Regions from separate parts of the Oryzias latipes genome. Here region 1 is linked to region 2. A link is a contact called in public Hi-C data. All regions are on one chromosome and are shown on one strand. Each heading gives the region's core, a stretch centred on a gene start, on an enhancer-like site or on the middle of the called end of the contact. The rest is flanking DNA. Distances are from core to core; before and after follow the strand shown. Region 1 has its middle 34 kb from the start of LOC101161934. Region 2 holds the start of LOC101161934 (F-box/LRR-repeat protein 14).

Evidence for each region. A called contact is a pair of places that touch in the nucleus more often than the background predicts.
Region 1: a contact with region 2 is called in a Hi-C map of embryo, with 2.0 times the contacts expected there. The contact joins the enhancer-like site here to the promoter of LOC101161934 in region 2. A contact is called at or near these places in 4 of 5 Hi-C or Micro-C datasets (embryo, fibroblasts and gastrula embryo).

What each region holds. Positions count from the first base shown.
Region 1 is chr23:14,042,400-14,047,160 of ASM223467v1, reverse strand. It overlaps a transcript of wnt5b not described here. Among protein-coding and RNA genes, the nearest start is that of LOC101161934, 34 kb to the right of the region's middle. Within about 2 kb of position 2,975, at least 5 of the 8 cell types and tissues checked have an H3K27ac peak or open chromatin away from gene starts, as enhancers often do. A contact at or near this core is called in embryo and gastrula embryo, where this site is marked.
Region 2 is chr23:14,009,397-14,014,198 of ASM223467v1, reverse strand. LOC101161934 (F-box/LRR-repeat protein 14) reads right to left here and starts at 2,939. Exons shown (of 1, transcript XM_004083024.4): 1 at 1-2,939. The coding sequence starts at 2,330. The coding sequence ends at 1,128. It also overlaps a transcript of wnt5b not described here.

The sequences.
Region 1 (4,761 bases), core at 1,726-4,225, 33 kb before region 2:
GATGAACTCATTTTTGGACAAGCATCGAGCAGAAAATTTGATGTGTTTTGGAAAAGAGGCTGCGGACCTGAATTTGACGTGTGAATCGCATTCGGTGTTAACGCAGCATTAGGTTTCGTAGTATGAAACTTTTCCCCCAAAAGTGGGATTTGTACCCCAGAAAATACGGTATGTAAACGACACTAAATGTATGCGCTACTGTCACTGCACGTAAAAAAAGCAGTATTGACGAAGATCTCATTTGCAAAGTAAAGCCATCAATTGTTTTTCTTAGATGACAAAAAAAATTGAATGAAGTTTGTTTTACTAAAATTAGTTCTTGAAAAATGACTTGTTTGAAATACACGTAACAATTTATGACTGCCTGCAAGCATGGCGGGCGGAGAAGCTGTGCTGGAACGGATCTACAGAGTGTTCATCTAAAGTATGGGAGTTTTGGTTGCTAAACTTGACAGGATGCATGTTGCCGTTTCTTTTAGTAGGAATAGAGACAGAGTGACGTCAACAGCTGCCATCACGGAGGTCAGGCCCTGTGCATATGTTTGGATGGGAGACAATCTGGAGACATGGTGGCATCATCAGCTGTTGCTCAGACTGTGAAAGAGTTGTCACTCCACTCCTTTCTGTCTCTCTTCTCTGACCTTTTTTTTTATCTGTCAGTCCTTTTTTTGGTGAAAACACCAGCAATTTGTGTCCCTGTCTCACCTGAGTTGTCACTTATGTTCTTGGTTTTCCAGAAATTGTTCCAGGTCCTGGAAAGTTCCTCTTGTGTTTCTTTGTCTGCAGTAATCACAGTAGTCAGTTCCAGGCTGAACCAGCTGCTTATGAATTTTCTCTCTGCGAGCTGCGGAGCCCGAAGGTCTAACCCGTATTTGAACTCACTCCTTTAACTGTGTGTGTGTTAGTGTGTGTTTGTGTCCGAACTCGCACTTCCAACCTTTAGATGCACCATTTCTTAACAGCAGTGGATCTCTCTGCGTTCGTCAGTCTTTCTGTCTATCCATCTGTCCTTCTGTCTGTGGCTCCAGTGCCTTTAGGCCAAATGTAAGGGTGATTAAAAGAGAAGTTGCGTGTGTGTTTGTGCGTGTGCGCTCTACACACTGAAATCGAGGGCATTGGCCCTTCCTCCCCTGTCTAAAAAGGAAATACCAAATTACTGAGGGCCTCTCTCTTTTTTTCTCTTATCATAGTTTCACATGGTATTTGGAAATTAAATTAAAAAATATAAAATAATTCACCCCCCCACATTACCAAAAATTTGATAATTTTTCCTTTAACCCCTTCATGCCTTTTATTGCAGATTATATAAAAAATATACTTTTTTTTTTTTTTCATTTCAAGGTGTTACTAAATTAAGTGGAGTTGCAAATAAGCAACATACTGCATGAAGGGGTTAAAAATAAGAATCTACATTTTAGGTTTTTGACTATTTTTCATAACATGTAGCCCTACCAGCCCAGTTGGAGCATAAGACTCTTGCTGTGCTTTCACACTGATCTGTTTGGTCTGAACCACACTCTGTTTTCTTTAAAAAATCATTTTTGTTGGCAGGTATGAATGCTCATCTTAACTTTAGCGAAACGGCGAAAAGATGTACTTGTGTTCATCTAAAACATTTACCAAAAAAACAATTTTTTGTTTTTTCATTTTTTTGGTTGTTTTTTTTTTTTGCATTCCATCTGCCCAAACCATTGACTGTTTATAAAGAGCTGGACTGTGATGGAATGTGATGTCACCCATAGAAAATGGCTGGCCTTAACGCACATCTCCATGACGGAGTCATTTAGTAGTGATTGGTCAACATGCTCTGAATTAACGTTTCTATGGTAACCACTCTCACCAATTAGGAGTTAGCTTGACGGAAGGCAGCACTTGGAAAATCTGTCAATCAAACGTTTCGACTTTTATTTTGGCGTCTGACCAGTTTTTAACTTGAACATCTTGCACTACTAAATTCGGATTAGGATTAGCAAGAATGTGTTTTAAAAAAAAAGGGGTAGAAGAGCAAGAATGATTGTTCTGACTAATAGAATGACTAAGTAACAGCAGTTTATTTCTCAAAAGAAGCCTATGGGTACTTCCTGTTTGGAACCCCCAGGGTCACTCAGTCTAGCTCTTATTTACAGCAAATGGTTCAAACAGATTACCCTTGAGGGGAAAAAGCCCTAAATCTTGAGATTAAAATCTTGTTTAGGATTGTGGTTTATAATTATTAAAAAAAATAATTGAATTAGTTACTTTTTAATGTAGTTTATTAATGTGAAACCGAAATGACATAGTTAAGGAGGTTTTCTACCTGAAGACATTCTAATGTCTTGATTCCAATGTAGGAAATATATCAGAAATGGTAATATTCCTGTGCACATTTACAAATCTGCTCAAAACGACTGTATAATATATAATGTTACAGAAGACTTTAAAATAATTAAAGCAAGATATCAATCAATCACTTTATGAAGGACATTTTAGAACACGCGTGCTTCACATAAAAGATATACATAAACATAAGTAAAAAAAATAAAAAGTCATAGGACACAATAGGTTAAAAGTAAACCCAACAACTATAAAAGACGAACACAAAAAAGCTGCTTATTCTAATCTATATGTTCAAACTCGTAGTAAATAATTTGCTTTTTCTGATTTTTATTTATTTAAATCCAAATAGAAAGATATGATTTTAAGGAGATAAAAAAAGAAATCTTTATTTTAACATGCAACTTTTAAATTTCATATTTTATTGGCAGTTTTCTTAAAATTTAAACAAAATTTATATAATAACAGAAGTGGAAAAAAAGAAATGCTACATTAGAACTTGTGTGTGTGTTTACTTGCTTTCTTGTGTGTGTGTGTGTCCGTGTGTGTGTGCTTGTGTTGGAGGTATGCCACAGCGCCTGCCAGCCAGCCAGGCTGAGCTGGAGGGCCCCTGCTGGGGGTGGAGGGTTCAGGCGAGCCCCCTGCCTTCACCGGCTTACTGGAGCATGTTGGGAAACAGCAAGGCAGGGGGAGAGGAAGAGGGAGAGGGTAAGGGGATAATATGGAGTGAGGTAGAGAAAAAGAGAGATCAAGCAAGAGAGAAGGGGAGGGATGAAGGGATAGAGGGTTGAAGCAGACAAACGGGCATGAGCTACAGAGAGGGACATGTGACGTTGATGGAAAAAGAGGTGGAAAAAGTAAACCCAGAGCGGGAATGTGAGAGGAATGCAGGGAATGGAGGAGTCCTCCTCTGGCTAAGAAACAGAAGGTGGGAGGGTGAGATGTTCTGCAGACAGAGGACAGGGCAAAACACTGTTCTAATTCAATCCCTGCTATTACCTTCACTTCTGCTCTGAGAAATTCCAAAGATCCAGACTTGCAATGAATTTTAACAAACACTTAAATCATGATTTATTTATCCTCCTACTCTTTCATTTCATTTCTTGTCTGAAATGTAATCAACAAAATTGGGCTTATTCCCGTGATTCAAGTTGAGTGTAGATTTCCATCAATCAGGGTTTTTCATTCTTGATTTTGTTTCTTTTCTTTTAAAGATCCACTCCAATGGTGTTTTGGGTTTTTTAACATGTTTTTGTAGTAAATTTCTCATGATGTAAAGAAAATTAAGCTTCAAAATAAGCATTTCTGAATATTTCATTATTCAAATAGTTGTGACTCAGGAGCGGATGAAAAAATGCTGTTGGAAAAAGCTTGTAGATGTAAGGACCCTCAACAGGAAGCCACAAGCTTTCTGCTCAGCTCCATGCTAATGCATCCACTTGCAGACAAATAGATCCATCCGAGCTGGATGTATGGCTGGATAGCTCCAATATATTTATAGGAGGCATCCAGCCGTCCAGTTATTTTGTTGTTGTTTTTTTTGCACCGATAATGTTGAGGGGGTGAGGGGCTGTAAGCTTGCAGGAGAGAGTGTAAATAAAGGGATGACGGGAAATGGGGGCAGGCTTAGTCTACGCAGCAATCCCACCCACAACTCACAGGCAAATTTCTAATAAATTCCTGCCGTTCTGCAGAAACTATGTCCCAGAAAAACTGACAAAGGTTTTTGTTTTTGGTTTGGGGATAATTATAATTAATAGCTCATTAGAAACACTTTTAAAATGGATCAAAAGATGATCAGAGTGGGAGTGTAAACAAGCTGCTTGGAGTACCAGCCTTTTATTTTTGCTCCAATATTAGCTTCAATAATGACTTGCATTAATAGCCAGTTTTTGTTAGAACAAAAGTAGATCCATGTGGCATAAATCTTTCAATCTGCAGACAAAAATGTGTTTTTTTTTGGGGGGGGGGGGGGGGGGGGTAGGGTAAGTTTAGGGTTAATGTTGAAGGTAAGGGCAGGAGAGGAGGTCTGCAGGAAATTGGAAACACAAGCTTGTCTGTTTGTGTGTCCAGTCTCCCACTTTAGTAGAAAATCAAGTGCAGCTGATGAGTTTCCATTCAAACTGTTAAAGGAAATATTGTCTATTGGAGAAGGTTTGGCATTTGGGCACATTCTTTTAACATGAAAAAAAAGATAAATGCTTCAGACTGAATGTAGAACACTACGACCTAGTTTTAGAGCCACCATAAAAGAAAAATTTGTAAATGAATATATGAGAAAAACAGTAAAATTATGAGAGAAAAGTCCATCCATCCGTTTTCTGAATTGGCTTTATCCCTTACGGGGTCACAGAGCTGCCGGAGCCAAACCCAGCCACTGTTGGGCAAAGGCAGGGTACAAAAAGTCTAAACTTTACAAGGATAAAGTCATAGATTTATAAGAAAAGT
Region 2 (4,802 bases), core at 1,690-4,189:
TTTGATCGTGCATCTTGTACCTAGACCCTTTTGAATGCAGAGTCCCAAAACATCAGTTTTAGCGTGTTTACATAGACTTTTCATTAAAAGTGGCCGCTTGACCGTGCGTTGCCAAGGGCGATGTGTACGTAGCTTAACATTCCTCTGGATTTCTGTCTTTAGAGAATCGCTACAGGTATTTCTGCTAGGCTCTAATCTAGTCTCCTTTAGGTTGGTCAAAGGGGCAATAAAGTTAGACTTTACCCCCCAAAGAAAGACGGAAACAAAATCTTGTGCACACTAGCGGGTATTTTGAGTTTTGCATAAAGCGGTGTGTTCTTGCAGGCGGACTGCACTTTTCTAGCTCTTTCAGATAAATTGTTGCTGTTTACAATGAGAAAATTAACAGTAGTGAGATTGTGTACTTGTCGTTTTTTCTGCCTCTGCTCATAAACGAAGGAGGGAAAGAGGGAGGGGATGGTTGGTTGGGGGAGGGGGCAGACGCAGTCCCTTTAGGCACATTTTCTCCTGTTCTACACTTCACTTCATTTTGATCCGTTTTAACAGTATACACCCTTTGAAAAATTAACCACATACGAGGTAGCCTCATGTTTTCAGGCGTGATGGCTGTCATCAAATCCAAACTCATTGCAAAAATACATCTATTGTTTAACAGCCTCTCTTTGATTTGAGTAAAAAAATAAAAATAAAAAAAGGAAAATTAAGTTTGGATGGATGCCAGCTTGATTTGCAAACTTCTGAAAATCTTAGCACTCAAGATATTGTCAATTGATTGATTTGCTTTCAAGTCAAACTTCATGATATATTAAAAGTTAAAATTAAATCAAAATATTTATTAAGATATATGAACTTTTTGCTTGCTTTCTATGAAAAAAAATGAAACCATAGCAAAATAAAAGTCCTGCAAGGCCAACAAAATAAGAGAAAAATGCAACATTGAAACAGAAAGCTGTTGTGTGAAAAAGGTTCATCTTGTAAAAAGGAACGAGGAGGGTTTTTTTTTCTTTTTAAATAAGAAAACAGCCCATTTTCCACCCAAACTCCTTCTTCGAGTGTTCCCTCTCCATCCAACAAAATCCAAATAATGAGCACACACACGCATTCACACACAAAGCAAACATTACTGATCACCTCACTTTCTCACTCTCTGTCATCTGCCAAAGTCCCAGGTTCAGCACTTTAAGGCAGGGGAGCTGCGTGATCCTTTCCAGTCCCCTCTTGGTGATCTTGGTACATCCATACAAGTCGATGCCCACCAGTTGGGTCAAGTGGTCCGCTATGAGCTCCAGCCCTTTGTCTGTGATGCGCACGCACTGTCCGATGTTCAGGGTCCTCAGCTCATGCATCTGCCTCACCATCCGGTTGATACCGTCGTCAGAGATGTGGCATGAGCACAGGGAGAGGGACTTCAGCTGGTACAAACCCTGAGCGATGTACGCCAGGGTCTGGTCCCCGATCTTGTCACAGAAGGAAACATCAAGTCCGGAGAGCCTGAGGCTGCCCATGGCAAGGTGCATGGTTCCTGTGTCACTGATGTTGTCACAAGAGCGCAAGTTGAGGCTCCACAGGGAGCCCATGTGGGAGAGGTGGATCATCCCAGCGTCTGAGATCCCCCCACAGAAACTCAGGTTCAGCACCCGCAGCTTGGTCAGCCCCTTGGAAATGTGTTTAAGTGACAGGTCTGTCAGCTTCTGACAATCTTGAAGGGTCAGGTACTCAAGGTTCAGGCAGCCCTCCGCCGCGCTACGAGTCATGCCAGCCAAATGTCCAATCCCCACATCTGAGACATGCCTGCAGGACCTCAGATTAAGGCTCTTGAGTCTGTGGAGGCCCCAGGCAACCAACAGAAGCCCAGTGTTGGTGATGTTGCTACAGCCCCCAAGTTCTAACATTTCCAAGTTCTTCAGATACTGAGCGATCCTTCCTAAACTGGAGTCTGTGATCTGCTTGCACAGACTTAAATTCAGAACCCGAAGTGATGGGATCTCCTGCACGAACGCGTGGCCCAGCCCGTTATCCGTGAGGTTGTAGCAGCCGGACAGATTGAGCGACTCGATGTTAGGCATGCCCTGGATGACATAGCTCAAGCTGCGGCGCAGAGACAAGATCTGGACCCTCCGGATCCCCCTGGCTTGGAGGCTGGGAAACAAGGAAGGGTTTGCCCGGCGGAGGTGCAGCTTGGCTTCTACCCCCCTCCACACAGACTTGTGGTAGGCTGCATCCCTCCAAGCCATACACACTTGGGCTACCCTGCCTTTGTCCCTCACGTCCAGATAACTGAAAATCATGGCCAAAATTTCCGGGAAGAGGCACGAAATGTGCGTCTCCATTGTTTTTCAAAACCCAGGCATATAAGAATCAATACTCCACACCTCCAAAGAAGAAAAAAATGAAGAACTCAGTCCGGCACTGCTGCAAGTCAACTACAAGCAGTCACAGTTGTCCACAGAAGTGAAAAAGAAATAGAAGTTGTGGGTTTCTTCCTTTTCTCTCACTTAACTGTTCTATATTGATCCAACTCTCTCTGGTGCCACGTGATCGGTTGGTTGCGCAGCAGGATTCAAATGTTTTTTTTTAAAGACAAAAATGGTTTCTTTTCCTCGCCTCTGCCCCTCTATCCGCCAAAAGAGCAGGAGAGGGGGCGAAAGGAAGAAAGAGGAGGAGAGGAGGAAAAAGCGTCAGTCCTTCCCCCTCTCTCAGACGACGCTTCCTTGTATTATACCCACAAAACGTCTTACTCTCGCGGCCAAACGGGGATCTAAACGGTCGTACATTTCAAACAGAAAGAGTAAAAACAAACTCTGCACACGTAACGCCGCTTCTCAAAAACAGCTCCATGACAGAAAAAGCAGAAAAGAGCGACTTGGGCTGGCTTTGTGAGCAAAGCGAGAGGCAGAGAGGAGCGTCCTGGGCTCAAAGCCTTTGTCTGCTCTTTTCAAACCGACTTGGCAGGAACCTTAGCACTCCGACTGCACGGGAGGGGGGCGGGGAAGCAGCGGCGCTAATAGCAAGCGCTCTTTGAAGTCAAACACCCGAGATAACTTTATCTTAAATATTTTGTTATTTAATAATGACAACTAATTATACATTTCAACACTGGATGTGGGAAACAATTAAAATTCGATCTCTCGGTATTGTCCGCTTACCCCTGCCCCCTCTGTGTGACTCAGTTGGTTTGTCCCTCCTCAGCTGGAACGGTGCGAACAGTTTCCCTTGGAAACCAACTTCTTACAATTCAGTTCACTTTGGGCTTTAACCCTTTGAGCGGACCACACAAGAATCAGACCAACTGAAGTCCTGCTCAGTACATTAAATATTATGATTGCGTTTTTCCCCCTGACGACATTGTTTATTTATTTATTGTTTATGGGGATCTGTTTAAACCAGCAGCATTGTTAATATCAGTCTGATTCTTTGTCCCTCTGATTTTTCTCTAACTTTTTTAGATTTTTACGACTAAATGTGAACGTTCAGGTATCAGAAGTTTGTTTATATATTGAATTGTCTTTTGCTGAAGAGTTAAAGTAAAACAAACATAGCTTACATTAAAATGTGAAAATAGTGTTTTTAATATGTTCTTGTTGCATTTTTCTGACGATGGAGGACATATATTTAAAAAAAAAGAATTAAGCTCAAAGTGGGTCTTTATGTTCAAGATATGCTGATTGGTCACAATTTCAGTCCTTTTTTTAAATACACCAGCTAGTGCTAAACAAGAACAGTTTAACAACCATGCGCTCTAAAAAAAGTTTGTTGAATGGAATGGCCCCAAAAAATGAGAGAGATTTTGTTTTTCTGAAGTCTCTCCTAAAGAACTAAAGAGAATCTGTTGCATCATATCTGGACCCAATTATGTTCTGTGTTTTGATGCGAGGATAACAAAAGACTTTCTCTCAGGGAGTTTGTCTGCACTGAAAAACTAGTAAATGTGGAAAAGTATTTTTTTTCTATTATTGTTATTTTTACTATACTATTTATTAATGCTAATACAATTTTTCTAGTATTCATTCCCTTTGTAAATTTTCCTCCCCTACAATCCCCTTTCATGCTCAATGTCATTTTTGCAGCATGAATTCATATGTAAACATATGCAAACACACATTTGCATGTGTTTAAGCTCAGACACTGGACTGTGTGTCTTTTCATGTTTTCCTATGTAAATATTTTTCATGGGAAAGGAATGCCATCTACTAAGACTGTCTTTTGCTGACGCGTGTGAACTGTGACAGAGAGGCTACATAAACGAGGGAGAGCTGATGAGAGAGGAGTACAGTAACAGCCAGCAGGGATAAGGTTAGGGGGAAAATGTCGAAAGGAGCTTGCAGAATACATTGGTTCTCCCCCAAAAAGGTGCAGCTGGGAGCAACTTTGTCACCATTGTTATTATTATTTTTTTTATAACCAAAACCCCTTATTTTGCTGTGGTTTAAATGGTAAATGGCATATACTTATACAGTGCTTTCCTATCTTTCCAAAAAGGCCCAAAGCGCTTTACAGTCCCAGTCCCATTCACCTATGCTCACACACTGATGACGGCTCTGCTGCAGAACGGTGTTGCCATAATATAACCACCAGGAGCAATGGGGGGTTCAGTGTATTGCCCAAGGACACTTCCACATGTAGATGGGTGAGGCAGGAACCAAACTTCCAATCTCTGCTCTACCTCTGCATCCCAGCCTCCCATATCATATTCCAAATGACAGCAGGAATTTTTTTTCCTCTATGGAACTGTTTTTATGCTCCAACAGGCTTTAATAGATGTTTAAAAATGCCATTGAGAGCTCATTTAAGGTCATTTATTT